3 separate regions of the Mus musculus genome follow, and regions 1 and 3 are each linked to region 2. The links are chromatin contacts, called in public HiChIP or PLAC-seq and promoter capture Hi-C maps. All regions are on one chromosome and are shown on one strand. Each heading gives the region's core, a stretch centred on a gene start, on an enhancer-like site or on the middle of the called end of the contact. The rest is flanking DNA. Distances are from core to core; before and after follow the strand shown. Region 1 holds the start of Ydjc (YdjC homolog (bacterial)). Region 2 holds the start of Lrrc74b (leucine rich repeat containing 74B). Region 3 overlaps Ube2l3 (ubiquitin-conjugating enzyme E2L 3).

Region 1 (4,429 bases), core at 834-3,333, 410 kb before region 2:
TGACTTAGCCCCTCAACACCAGCTCCTCATAATGGAGCTGAGGACCCTTCCACAAGTGAGTATTACAACACAGTTTACACTATATGGAAGCGCCATATAAACTCACCTCTACAGTTTTCCTTCCTCCCTTCAATCCTAGGAAGCCTGTCATTGCCAACATACCCACAGCAAGTCCATCCTCCCCTGCCACATTTTTTTCTTCCTTGTCTAACAGCTTCACTTCTTTAGGGCAAGAATCAAAGCAGTTAGCCCTAATCCCTAATAACCCCATTCCTGATACAGTAGGTGCTGTAGAGTTTTCTCCTCCCAATCTGTGGTTCTCAGCGTTCCATGGCCTCAGGGCCTCTGGCCTTTCCAAAAGCAGTTTCTCAGAGGGCCCCAGTGGCTGAATGACACCCGATGGTTCAACAGTCACTATGATCAGACACAGCAGTGTTTATGCCAAGAACTTGGCTGAAGGGTTCTTCGAGGCCTCCAACCCTTATGAAACGTCACCAGGTACTGTTACAATCAAGTTCTCTCCCTTCTGCCTGTCACGCAGGCATCAGGATTGAGGAGCCCAGAGCAGGTCAGGCTTCAACTTGTAGGGAAGGGTTCCTGCCCCATCTCTCTCATGAACCTTCAGGTCTCTTAGCTGTAAAACAGTAGTAAATTACCAATATCATGGGCTTGAATCAAGAAACAGACATCCTATAATGAATGCTTCTCAGTTGGCAGAATGCTTGCCTAACATGCATGAAGTCTTTGGTTTAATTTCCTGTGCCACAAAAACCAGGCGTGGTAGCACATACCTGTAGCTCCAGCACTGGACAGGTGGAAGCTCTAGGATCAGACGTTCAAGGCTAGCCTCAGCTGAATGAATAGTGAGGTCAGCCTGGTATACATAAGACTGTTTCAAAACAGTATCAAGACAGCCACATTACCATGTCACCATGGTGATTATAGGTAAGTCATGGATAAGGAAGCTTACTGGACAAAGTCCAAAAGTGAGGTGACGGATGTAAGCATTGCCTTAAGCTCAAGGTGAAAGTGAACTAGTGCTTTCTTGAGTAAATCTGCCAGTTTTCTTGTTGTTTAGAGCTTTTGCTAAGAAAAAGCCTCCCCTTGGGAGAATCAGTGAGGAACAGACTGAAACAAAGAAGAGCAGCATTACAAGAATGAAATAACTTGGCATCATCATTGAGTGATGGAGAAAGGTAGGTGGCTGGTTTTTTTCTCAGAGAAAATAATGGAAGGACAATATACTGCCCAGAAACTTAGTAATGATAAACACTGAGAAGAGCAAGGGGAATTTCTCTTGAATATATTTCTCCTTTTCGACATTAAAAAAAATTACAGTTCAAAAATAAAAAAATGAGCTAGAGAACTCAGTGGTTAGGAAAGCTTACAGTTCTTGCAAAGGACTGAAGTTCGGTTACCAGTATGCGTTCACATTGTGGATCAAAACCAGGCGCGCATGCACACACGCGCACACACACACACATATGCGTGTGTGTATTTATGTATGTATATATATATACATATATATATATATACACGTGTATACACGTATATACATATATATGTGTGTGTTTATATATACTATATATATACACACACGTGTATACACATATATACATACATATGTATATATACATGTATATATACATAAGTATAAACACACATATATATGTGTGTGTATTTATGTATGTATATATATATACTATATATACACACACACGTGTATACACGTATATACATACATATGTATATATACATGTATATATACATAAGTATAAACACATATATGTGTGTGTGTGTATTTATGTATGTATATATATACTATATATACACACACACGTGTATACACGTATATACATACATATGTATATATACATAAACACACACACACACACACACACACACACACACACACGAACAAAAAAATAAAATTTGCAGAGCGTTAGCAGGACATTCAGAGACCTCTAGGTGGCGAGAACAATGGCGGCTTGCAGCCGCATTTAGGCGTGTGCGTCGGGGTGGGGCCTCGGCAGCGTTCGAGGGCGGGGTCTGGATGCTCCAACCTATTCCCTCTGCTCTCCAGCCAGGGTTTGGCAGCCATGGCTTTTCCCCGCGTGCGGCTGGTTGTCACCGCTGATGACTTTGGTTATTGCCCGCGGCGCGATGAGGGCATCGTAGAGGCCTTCCTGGCAGGAACTGTGACCAGCGTGTCACTGCTGGTTAACGGCACAGCCGCAGAGAGTGCGGCCGAGCTGGCCCGCAGGTGAGGGCGGTCCCCTACAGGACCCGGCTGGTTTAGGGGCTCCCACTTGGTGGCAGCCGGTGATCGCTCTCGCGCTCTGCCCGTAGGCACAGCATTCCCACGGGTCTTCACGCCAACCTGTCTGAGGGCCGTCCGGTGGGCCCGGCCCGCCACAACGCCTCGTCGCTCCTCAGCCCCGAAGGCTTCTTTCTCGGCAAGATGGGATTTCGGGAGGCTTTAGCGGCTGGAGACGTTGCTTTGCCCCAGGTGCGGAGACGTGGCTGCAGGGGAATACTCATCTTGATCTTCAAATCTCAGCCCAGAGGGTATCATGGAAGTCGTTGGGTCAAAAGCGGATGCTGGGTATACTCTCTAGTTCAAAGGCTGGAGCAGTCGCATCGTGGCACCAGACGGAGCTCCTAGTTTTGTGGCTGCTTCCCGAAGCTCATAGTATCTGTGCCCCTCCCTTCAGGTGCGGGAGGAACTAGAAGCTCAACTCAGCCGCTTCCGGGAGTTGCTGGGCAGGTCCCCCACGCACGTGGACGGTCACCAGCACGTGCATGTGCTTCCAGGTACGCGGCTTGATACTCCCAGGGCGGGGGGTGGGGCTTCTTTCCTGGGTTGATGGGAGGTCGATGGAGACTCCCCTCTGCGCCCACCCCTCCAAGCAGGCGTGTGTCAGGTGTTCGCCGAGGCGCTGCAGGCGTACGGGGTCCGCTTCACACGGCTGCCGGCAGAACGTGGCGTGGGCAGCTGCGCGTGGCTCGAAGCGCCAGCGCGCGCCTTCGCCTGCACGGTGGAGCGCGATGCCCGGGCCGCAATTGGCCCCTTCTCTCGCCACGGCCTGCGGTGAGCATCAGCCTTCCCAACTACATCCAACCCTGCCACGTCCCCAAAGATCCCAGTTTTGGTTGGTTTTTCTCAACCAAAAAAAAAAAAAAAGTTAGGAGTTGACCTACTGTCCTGCTCCACCCTCTGCCTATCCCGACCGGTCCTTGAGGCAACACCTCTGATATCCTGGCACTCACAGGTGGACCGATGCCTTTGTGGGCCTGAGCACTTGTGGCCGGCATATGTCAGCTCACCGAGTCTTGGGGTCACTGGCGCGGGCCCTGGAAGATATCCCTGCTGGCCACGCCCTGACTGCCGAGCTGATGGCACATCCCGGATACCCCAGTGTGCCTCCAGCAGGGGGCTGCGGTGAGGGCCCAGATGCGTTCTCTTGTTCTTGGGAGCGGCTGCATGAGCTGCACGTTCTCACAGCACCCACTTTGCGGGCTTGGCTGGCCCAAAATGGTGTGCAGCTCTGCGCCATTGATGACCTGGATTCCAAAAGGCCTGGGGAAGGGGTCCCCTTGTGAGGCAACTCTGGAACCTTTCCTGGAGCCTTCCTCACTCAGACACCGAAGGCCAGCTACAAACTGCCTAAAACTATGGAGGAAGGCCAAGGCTAAAGTTCCAGTTCAGTCAGGCCTTGGAGCAGGGTCTGACTTCCTAGAGTGAAAAGCCACTAAATCCTGTTTCCAGGTCCTCTAGGCTGAGTAGTGAGTAGTAGGCCGACCTTGGGCAGCCTTACCTGGCTGCAGGGAGGCCCAGTCTGTGACATCTGGACGTAAGGACAGCTGAGCGATTATTTGGTGCCAGTTCGTGTTGTAGTTACAACCACTTGTTTAAGAGCAATGGGAAGAGGCTGGTGTGTTAATAAAATAATGTCTTTCAGATTTGGCTGGTTTATAAAGTGTCCAGGTATCCTTCAGAGAAATAAGAGTGGGCACAGAGAACTCCTTAGAGGCTCAGACCAAGACATACAAAAACATCTTTACATTCCAATTCTGCACATGCTTATATGTTTTAAATCCTTTTTTAGAAAAATATTACATACACTTGTTTGTGTTGGGGGAGTAATATGCGTACCATGGCACGTGTTTTCTTTTTGAGATGGATAGTATCTTACCACATTGCTCAGACTAGCCTTCGAATCCTAGGCTCAAGGGGTTGTCCACCACCACCGACTTGTTGAGACTGCAAGCACACACCACTGTGCCCTAGCCATGACTACATTCTTTTCTTAAACAAACATACAAACAAAAATGTATTCCGTGGCTGGTGAGATGGCTCAGCAGTTAAGAGCACTGACAGCTCTTCTGAAGGTCCTGAGTTCAAACCCCAGCAACCACAGCTCACAAA
Region 2 (4,469 bases), core at 1,253-3,752:
ACAGCATAACCCCACTGTCCTATTGCTAGGGACTGGCGATGTAAGCTTAGATGTCCACTTCTGTCGTTTCCTTTGAAGTTTGCCACAGCCCAGAGAGCAAAGTAGTGCTGTGGTGGTCACTTTACAAGCTGAAAACAGGCTCAGTGATTGCCTGCCTGGGTCAGCTTGTGCTTCATCGGCAGAGCTGGAAGCAGCCTCACCCAGCCCCCACCTTGCCCTTCCGGTTCTCCCTCCCTCGGTGCCTGCTTCTCTGTGCTCTCCTGCCCTGCACTCAGGCACTGGGAGTCTACTGCAAGGGGGGAGGCTGCTCACCAGGGAGAGGCCAGTGAGAGCAATGGAGAGGGTCAGACAAAGAGCAGCTCAGCATGGGTTAACCCGGCACTTCCCTCCTCATCTCCTAGCAACATCTCAAGATCGAAGGCCTGGGGAGGGAGCCACTTCCCTGGGAAAGAGGGGCCCCAAGCTTGCCTACTTCTCAGACGGAAGTCCTGCACTACCTACCAGAGATAATGCTGTTCTTACGCAGGACATCAGCCAGAGCCTCTGCTCCAGCACCACAGAGCCCATTGTCCCGAAGATCCAGACGCTTGATGTAGGGATTAGAGGTCAATACGGAAGCCAATGCCCGGACCCCCTGGAACAGAGCAGAGAGGTACAAGGGGCGAGGAACATAGTGGCCTGGGGGGCCTGGTCCTTCCCTGAACTGAGATACAGATGGTCATAATTTCAGTTTAAATCCCCAGAGCTCCCACCTCCTCCAGAGAACATCAGCTTCTACCTTTAGGTGCCGCCCAATCTCACTTCCTGGAGTCCTTCCTACAATTCCACCCTCATCTCTGTCACACAGTCTCCACCCTGTCTCGCAGGCATGGGAGATGGGACTTGTGTGGCACAGACAGCTTTGAGTGTCTGAGATAGAATCAAGGACAAGATGGCCACTACCTCCTACATCCTCCCAGCCAAGTGTGGTTCCAGTGTCCCCCAACAGATACCTGGGGCCCCAGGCCACGGTGCCGAAGGTTCAATTCAGAGGCACCCTCTTGGCGCAGAAGACAAGAAACTGGCACAACACTATTGGCCCGGCAAGACTTCAGATAGAGGGTAGCCATGACCCGTTCTCCAAGCCCATGGGTGCCTAGCAGTAGATGGGAGATGAAGAAGGAACGAATCACTGGCATAGCCTGGACCCTTTCCTGCCCCTGCCATTTCTTCTTGTTCTGGTGGCTACTGTGCCCATATTCTAGATGAGGACCTCCACACTAAAAATTAATTAAGTCTTTTCTCAAAGCCACCAAACTAGTGAACCAAAGGGAGCATTTGCCTAATGCTGACATGTTTGCTGTCCTTGCCCCACTGCGTCCAGGTATCACAGATCACCTTCCCAAACATACACACACACACACACACACAGAGACACACACAGAGAGACACACACAGAGACACACACACACACACATACACAGAGACACACATACACAGACACACAGACACACACACAGAGACACACACACACAGAGACACACATACACACAGACACACAGATACACACAGACACACACACAGAGACACACACAGAGACACACACACAGAGACACACATACAGACACACACACAAAGACACACACACAGACACACACACACAGAGACAGACACACACACAGACAGACACACATACACAGACACACAGACACACAGACACAGACACACACACACAGACACAGACAGGCAGACAGACATACACAGACACACACACACAGAGACACAGACACACATACAGAAAGACACACACACAGACACACAGACACACACACACAGAGACACAGACACACACAGAGAGACACACATACACAGACACACTGACACACACCACCTCCACCACCACCACCAAAGCTGGCCTCCAGCTTGCTGGTTAAGTTCAGCCTTGAGCTCAATGCTTCAACCATGCTAGGCAAGCACTACACTGAGCTACATTCTCAGTCCACGGGTCATAAGGTCTATATAAACACCCTGGGAGCAGAGGGCTGGAAACAATCTTAAATCCAATATATCCATTAGCTAGGTTTTTCCTATAGGTTGGAACGCCCAGCCCCGAACTCTTTGGGACACAACTGCTTGTCAGGGTATTTCATTTGCAGGTTTTCCAGAAGACAGTTCTAAATGTTAGGCCTCCTCATTCCTCCAGGAGGGCAAGGACTTGAGGGGTATCAGCTGCTGATACTGGGAAATGTGCCCCCACAGAGGGTGCCGGTCGGTTCTAGCTGCCCTCCCACCACTTTTGCGGGAATATCCTCAAGTGAGGATTCCAACTAGGACCCCACGCGGAGGATGAGGCACCTTCTGCTTCCAGAGCAGAGTGTGAATCTGCAGTCCAGGACCTTTCGGCCTCCAGGGTCTCTGCCTGAGGCCCAGTGGCCGCAGCTTCTCCCTCTTGATCTTCATTCTTCTGAACTTCGCAGGGACCCTTCATGTTTACTCTCACTACCCAGTCCGGGACGCAGACTCTAACCACACAGCTCACCGCCTGGAACTCTTCCCAGGGATGTGGGCGGTCCCTCTGGCCTCCTTGACCAATCGAATCTGATCTACGGACAACAGGTGGTCTCTGGGGCCAGTAACGGTGCCCGCCCTCCCACCCCGCCGTCGTCCTGGGAACCGGGTCTTGTTTGCAAAAGAAAACACAACCTTGGCACGCTCTTTCCCAGGGCTGACTACCGCTGCCATGCACGGGGGTAGTCACTCCTTCATGTTCTTTTCACAAACATTTCCAGTCTGACCCCAGAACTAGTGTTTTAGTTACGGCGCTTGGAGTAGACAGCGGCTCTACAGAAGATCTGTAGCCTAGCAATAGTTTTTCTCTGGGGCCACAGCTATGCGGTCACTGCCTAAGGGTCTCAGCTTTCTCTCAAGATCTAGAGGTTGCTATGCTGCTGCGCCAGCAGGGGTATCTCAAACCCAATTTATACTCTTTGGAATGTGCAAGTTTGAGTTCAGAGCCCCTTCTCTGGGCTTCTGTTACCCCGTGTTGACTGCCCACCATATAAGAAAACAAAGTGAGTGGGTAGGGACAGGTCTATTCCTCTCTCTATGCATAGGGTCCAACCCAGGGACTCTGGACAAAAGGGGGCGGGGCTACACCAGCTGGGGTTTGGGAATGAGGCAGGAGCCAGCTCCTACTGAATTTGAGATGTCCCTTTAACAACACTGGCCTGAATCCCATGCATGGCTTCTTGGCCTCCAGTTCAGCTGCGGCTAAAGTTGCCTGCTGACTCATGCAGTTGCAGCCAGCAGGAACTGGGAACATGGCTTCTGCAGCCGCAGCAGCACTCGTGAGCTGGGGGTTTCTGGATTACAAGACGGAGAAATATGTGCTAACCAGGAACTGTCGGGTGGGCGTCTCCCAGAGGCTGCTGCAGCTGGCAGTGGTAGTCTACGTGATAGGGTAAGAACCGCTCCTGGCCAGACTGCAGAGTCTGCTGTGGGGGGTCTTGCTTGCCGAGGGATAAAAGTTGGCTTTTTAGAACCCCAGCTGGTGGGAAAGTGGGAATGGGGGTGAGAGGTAGTCAGAAGGGATTTTAGTCCATTCAGAGAACAGTGGAAGATCCATTCGCCCACGTAAGGGGCTTTGTCTCCAGCGTCTTCTCGGTCTCTGTTAGCGTCTGCAGTTCTCCTGCCCTAAGGTACCCTGATGCAGCAGGAGGCAGTAATTCTCTGAGCAACACAGCACTAAGCCTCTCAGAGAGACCACCAGCTGGATGTCCGAAAAGTCTTTGAGAAGGGAGCTGGGTTTGCTGAGTGTGTGAAGGCACTGGCTGTGAAAAGTGACCATCGTCATCTGAGAGCTCCACCTACTCAGGGGTATAGAGCAAGAGGCGCAGCTAGACAGAAGGTGGAGGCCTCCATGCTGGTCTGGGAGCCTAGTGTGTGAGCACTGCTACTCCTTATCTAGACATTACACTATCCATCATCCTTTCCCTAGGTGGGCCCTCTTGGCCAAAAAAGGCTACCAGGAACGGGACTTGGCCCCTCAGACTTCTGTCATCACCAAACTCAAGGGGGTTTCTGTAACCCAGGTTAAGGAGCTGGAGAACCGGCTGTGGGACGTGGCTGACTTTGTGAAGCCATCACAGGTAGGTCCCCAGCGCTGCTGCAGGAAGTCAGAATTCTTCAGCCACCACCACCAACCACACCTGCCGTGCATGAGAGACATAGGATGCAGGAGGAAGGGTTCTGAGTCAGTGTGAGAAAACAGCTTTCAGGGATGTGGAGCTTCCCAAGCCAAGAAGCCAGGGCCTGCGGAACTTCCTTTAAAGGAAGGTTATCGATGCAACTCAGTGGCAGAGAGCTTGCCTGGCATTCATAGCTTCCGAGCTTCAATGCTAGAACCACCAAACAAACAAGCAAAAACAAAAATACCATCCACCCCACCCATCCAGCACCCATGTGGTGGAGAGATACATGTGAGAAGGAAT
Region 3 (4,020 bases), core at 1,462-3,961, 380 kb before region 2:
GGTCTACGGAGTGAGTTCCAGGACAGCCAGGGCTATACAGAGAAACCCTGTCTCAAAAAAAAAAAAAAAAAGAAATTTGAAATTAAGACAACCAAAAAAGACAGCCAGGCGTGATGATGGTGAATGTCTTTAGTCTCAGCACTGTGGAGACAGAAGCACAGATCTCAGCGTTTATTGACAGCCCGCTATACAGAGTGAGTACCAGGACAGCCAGGACTACACAGAGAGAAACCCCATCTCAGCACCACCACCATCACCATCATCATCATCATCAACAACAACAAAAAGATAACTAAGAAAGAAACAACAACAAAGAAAATATTTAATGTTTATAAAAGAAAAATTAAAATATCCTGTGTAGAGAGCACACTTTGTAGCTTCAGAGCTCTGTATTAACAATATGAACAGTATAAACATCAGGCAAATTTCAAGAGAATTACAAAGATGGGGAAATCTGGACTTCAGTTTAACAGGGCAAAAAGAAAAAAACCTCAACATTGTTTAGAGACTTTAGACTGGGTTGTAGAAGCTTAGCAGTGGGGTGAGTGGCTGGCTGGCCGCACAAGGCCTCACAGCATTCAATTCCAGAACTACAAAAACAATAAGTAAATAAAAGGCATATAGTGTTCTCTGAGACTAGCTTAGTTCACAGAATGCTTGCCTAGCATGTACAAAGCCCTGAGTTCAATTCCTACACAAAGAGGGTAAATCACAACCACCTCTAACTACAACCCCAGGTCAACCAACACCTCCTGGACCGCTAGGTACACAAACATACACTTAGATCAAATACCCATAAAAGTATTTTTTTTAAAGTAAATTCAAAGTCATCCTAGGATACACAGGGAGTCTCAAAGCTAGTATGGAGTACATGATACTCTGTCTTGGGAAAAGGAAAACCTATGGAACCTATGGAAGGGTATTTCTCAGTGCTAAGATTATCAAGTAGATACAAAAGCCCCAAGCCTTCTGACCACAGAAGGAAGGGCGTCACCCAGTGAGTGCTGAGCTGATGGCTCAGGAAATCTAAAGTAGAGTGACTAAACTCTCTTTGCTGTCAGGTTAAGGTTTCCCAAGAAGGAAAGACAACTTTTTTTGCACAATTTTAATCAACAAAGAACTGATTATAAAAAGAAGTAAGGGCTGGTGAGATGGCTCAGTGGGTAAGAGCACCCGACTGCTCTTCCGAAGGTCTGGAGTTCAAATCCCAGCAACCACATGGCGGCTCACAACCATTTGTAACGAGATCTGACGCCCTCTTCTGGAGTGTCTGAAGACAGCTACAGTGTACTTACATATAATAAATAAATAAAATATTTTTTAAAAATTAATAATTAAAAAAAACAAAAGAAGTGAAGGCAGATCTTTGTGAGTTGAAGGCCAGCCTGATCTACAGAGTGAGTGAGCTCTAGGACAGCCAGGGCTACACAGAGAAACCCTGTCTCAAAAACAAAAACAAAAAAGATGAAGTGAGGGCTGGTGAGATGGCTCAGTGGGTAAGAGCACCCGACTGCTCTTCCGAAGGTCAGGAGTTCAAATCCCAGCAACCACATGGTGGCTCACAACTATCCATAACGAGATCTGACTGGAGTGTCTGAGGACAGCTACAGTGTACTTACATATAATAAATAAATAAATCTTTAAAAAAAAAATTTACTTTAAAAAAAAAAAAAAAAAAAAGATGAAGTGAGAGAACTGTCACCTGCAGAGAGGACTGGGTAGCCTAATAGAAGAGCATTTCAGGGCTGACTCAGCAGGTAAGAGCACTGACTGCTCTTCCAAAGGTCCTGAGTTCAATTCCCAGCAACCAGATGGTGGCTCACACCACCCATGAGATCTGATGCGCTCTTCTGGTGCGTCTGAAGACAACTACAGTGTACTTATGTATAATAATAAATAAGTATTTACTAAAAACATTAAAAAAAAAAGCATTTCTCAATAGGGCAACAACAGGATCCAGAACAGGATTATGCATCTCAGTATTCTGAGTCTCACATATAAAAGAGATGCCAGACATCGTGGCTACACCCTACTGAAATTAATAGCCTCTGTAGACCTAGCTGGGAACCACTGGCACTAGAATGACCAGGATGCTAAAGTTCCTGCATTGCCCAAGATGGCTCTGAGGGCAACAACTGCCTCCACCTTCACTAAGGAAAACTGAAAATCTACAGTGCTCATTCAGAGGTTCTATCTAAAGATCTGAGAGATGGCAGTGCCCCTAAAACTGAGATGATCCTGATAATGATGAATTGGGAAAGAATTTCAAGAAATCCAAGTAAATGCAGAGGGTAAAGTCCAAAGGCTTTATTACAAGTAATGAAGGAAAGGAGTCAACTTAGAAAAGCTGGTGAGACAGTTCAGAGGCTAAAGGTACTTGCCATTGAAATTAGGCAGTCTGAATTCACTCCCCATGATACACAGGGTGGAAAGAGAGAAGAGCCTCCGGCTAACTGTCCTCTAACTTCCACACTATAGCATGAGCACATACAAATGCACACACGGGCACATACAAATTAATTTTAAAACAAAAGAAAACACAGAAGTAGCCCATCTCTTTGAGAATCAAGTCTGAAAGACTTAACCAAGAATGACATGAACTTACAAAACATACTTCCTCAAAAGGTTTATTTCAGTTCTGCTCAATGCCAAAAGCAACCTGGGGTCAGCTGTTCAAAGCTGATGGTGCAATGCTGACAACCAAGATATGAGCCAAGAGAAAGCAGAACCAGCCAACCCTTTACCCTTCTGCTGGAAGGCGACAAGTACACAGGGGAAGAGCAGATCAGATCCCTCTTTGATTCCAGCTGCTCAGAGCTTTGGAAGAAAGCCGGAAAAAAACATATTCTTTTCCGCTTCTCTGGGGTTTTTGTTTTAGTTTGTTTTGGGTAGTGCTAAAGATATACCCAAGGCCTCATCAGGTGTACTGCTGCTGTACACTGTATTCCTAGCTAAAGGCCCAGGCAAGAGAATCATTGTAAATCTGAAGCAAGCCTGGAACACCATATCAAGTCTCTCTCTCTTTCTCTCCACACCAGGGCTCAGATGAGCTAGGCAATGCAAGCACTCTACCACTAAATTATTGCCTGAGATAGTTTGAATGAGAATGGCTGCCACAGGCTCATGTGTCTGAATGCTTAATCCCTGTTGATGGTTTTATTTGGGAAAGATTAGGAAGTATGGTCTCCTTGGAGGATTTGTGCTCTTGTTGAAAGTGTCACTGGGGTCAAAAGCCCACACCAGTGTCTGTCTCTCTGCTTGGAACCTGTGGATCAGATGTGAGCTCTGAGCTACTTCCCCAGCACCATGCCTGTCTCTGTCTGTCTGCCTGCCTGCCTGCCTGCCTGCCTGCCTGCCTGCCTGCCTACCTGCCTGCTGTCATACTCCCCACCATGATGATAATAGACTAGCCCTTGCTTCCTTTTTAAGTTGCCTTGGTCATGTGTTTCACCACAGCAATAGCACACTGACTAAGACCACCCCTTCGTCCTACTTCCTAAGGGGAAATATCCATTTCTCAATTTTAGCCTCTCTCTCCCGTAAAAGAAAATTGGATACACACAGGCCAACAGGAAGGCTAAGTACAGAGTGTGGGAGACAAAGTGTGGCAGAATCAGAGAGCTGGCCTCCCAGGAACCACTTTCCCCAAGTCCTTAACCGATTAGGGAAAACAGGAGACTACCTTGCGTGGCCAGCCATGTATTTTGTTTTCAGACAGAACCATCCAACTCAGATATATACATCTGTATTTTGACACAGTGCCCCCACCCCCAGTTTTGTTGTTGTTGCTGTTTTTGTTTAATGGGGGTAGGAAATTGTGTCCTATCTATCATGGAGACTTGACTGTTGTGCTACCAAGTAGCACAAATCTACAATATTAGCCTCAAACTTGCAGAGAACACCTACCTCCGCCTCATCAGTGCTGGGACTAAAGGTGTAAAGGCATATATTACCACACCTGGCTAGAAGCATGCTCTTTAAAAAGGCAAAATCTTCTGCAATGGCTAATCTCGATTGTCA

What was found. Promoter capture Hi-C pulls out the DNA fragments that hold promoters and counts their contacts. HiChIP or PLAC-seq counts read pairs in DNA pulled down with a chosen protein or histone mark.
Region 1: a contact with region 2 is called in a promoter capture Hi-C map of pre-B cells. The contact joins the promoter of Ydjc here to the promoter of Lrrc74b in region 2. A contact is called at or near these places in 8 of 39 promoter capture datasets (the HPC-7 cell line, embryonic stem cells, fetal liver and 4 more), 2 of 484 Hi-C or Micro-C datasets (embryonic stem cells and pre-B cells) and 2 of 9 other capture datasets (adipose tissue and pancreatic islet).
Region 3: an H3K27ac HiChIP or PLAC-seq map of microglia shows a contact between it and region 2, with 4 times the contacts expected there. The contact joins the enhancer-like site here to the promoter of Lrrc74b in region 2. A contact is called at or near these places in 4 of 39 promoter capture datasets (cranial neural crest, liver and stem cell-derived epiblast-like cells), 1 of 15 datasets of contacts at CTCF or cohesin (the NIH/3T3 cell line), 1 of 115 datasets of contacts at active chromatin or transcription factors (microglia) and 1 of 9 other capture datasets (pancreatic islet).

The regions. Positions count from the first base shown.
Region 1 is chr16:17,144,884-17,149,312 of GRCm38.p6, forward strand. Ydjc (YdjC homolog (bacterial)) reads left to right here and starts at 2,084. Exons shown (of 5, transcript NM_026940.4): 1 at 2,084-2,263; 2 at 2,350-2,509; 3 at 2,715-2,814; 4 at 2,914-3,091; 5 at 3,273-3,974. The coding sequence starts at 2,100. The coding sequence ends at 3,603. It overlaps LOC115488656 (a long non-coding RNA gene), which reads left to right. Exons shown (of 3, transcript XR_003951945.1): 1 at 1-55; 2 at 283-498; 3 at 1,079-1,141. It also overlaps a transcript of Ccdc116 not described here.
Region 2 is chr16:17,558,745-17,563,213 of GRCm38.p6, forward strand. Lrrc74b (leucine rich repeat containing 74B) reads right to left here and starts at 2,503. Exons shown (of 9, transcript NM_029053.3): 1 at 2,335-2,503; 2 at 993-1,135; 3 at 502-634. The coding sequence starts at 2,467. It overlaps P2rx6 (purinergic receptor P2X, ligand-gated ion channel, 6), which reads left to right and starts at 3,141. Exons shown (of 12, transcript NM_011028.2): 1 at 3,141-3,439; 2 at 3,977-4,127. The coding sequence starts at 3,270.
Region 3 is chr16:17,178,905-17,182,924 of GRCm38.p6, forward strand. All of the region lies in intron 1 of Ube2l3 (ubiquitin-conjugating enzyme E2L 3), which reads right to left. Among named protein-coding and RNA genes, the nearest start is that of Ube2l3, 21 kb to the right of the region's middle. Within about 2 kb of position 2,712, at least 86 of the 459 cell types and tissues checked have an H3K27ac peak or open chromatin away from gene starts, as enhancers often do. A contact at or near this core is called in liver and microglia, where this site is marked.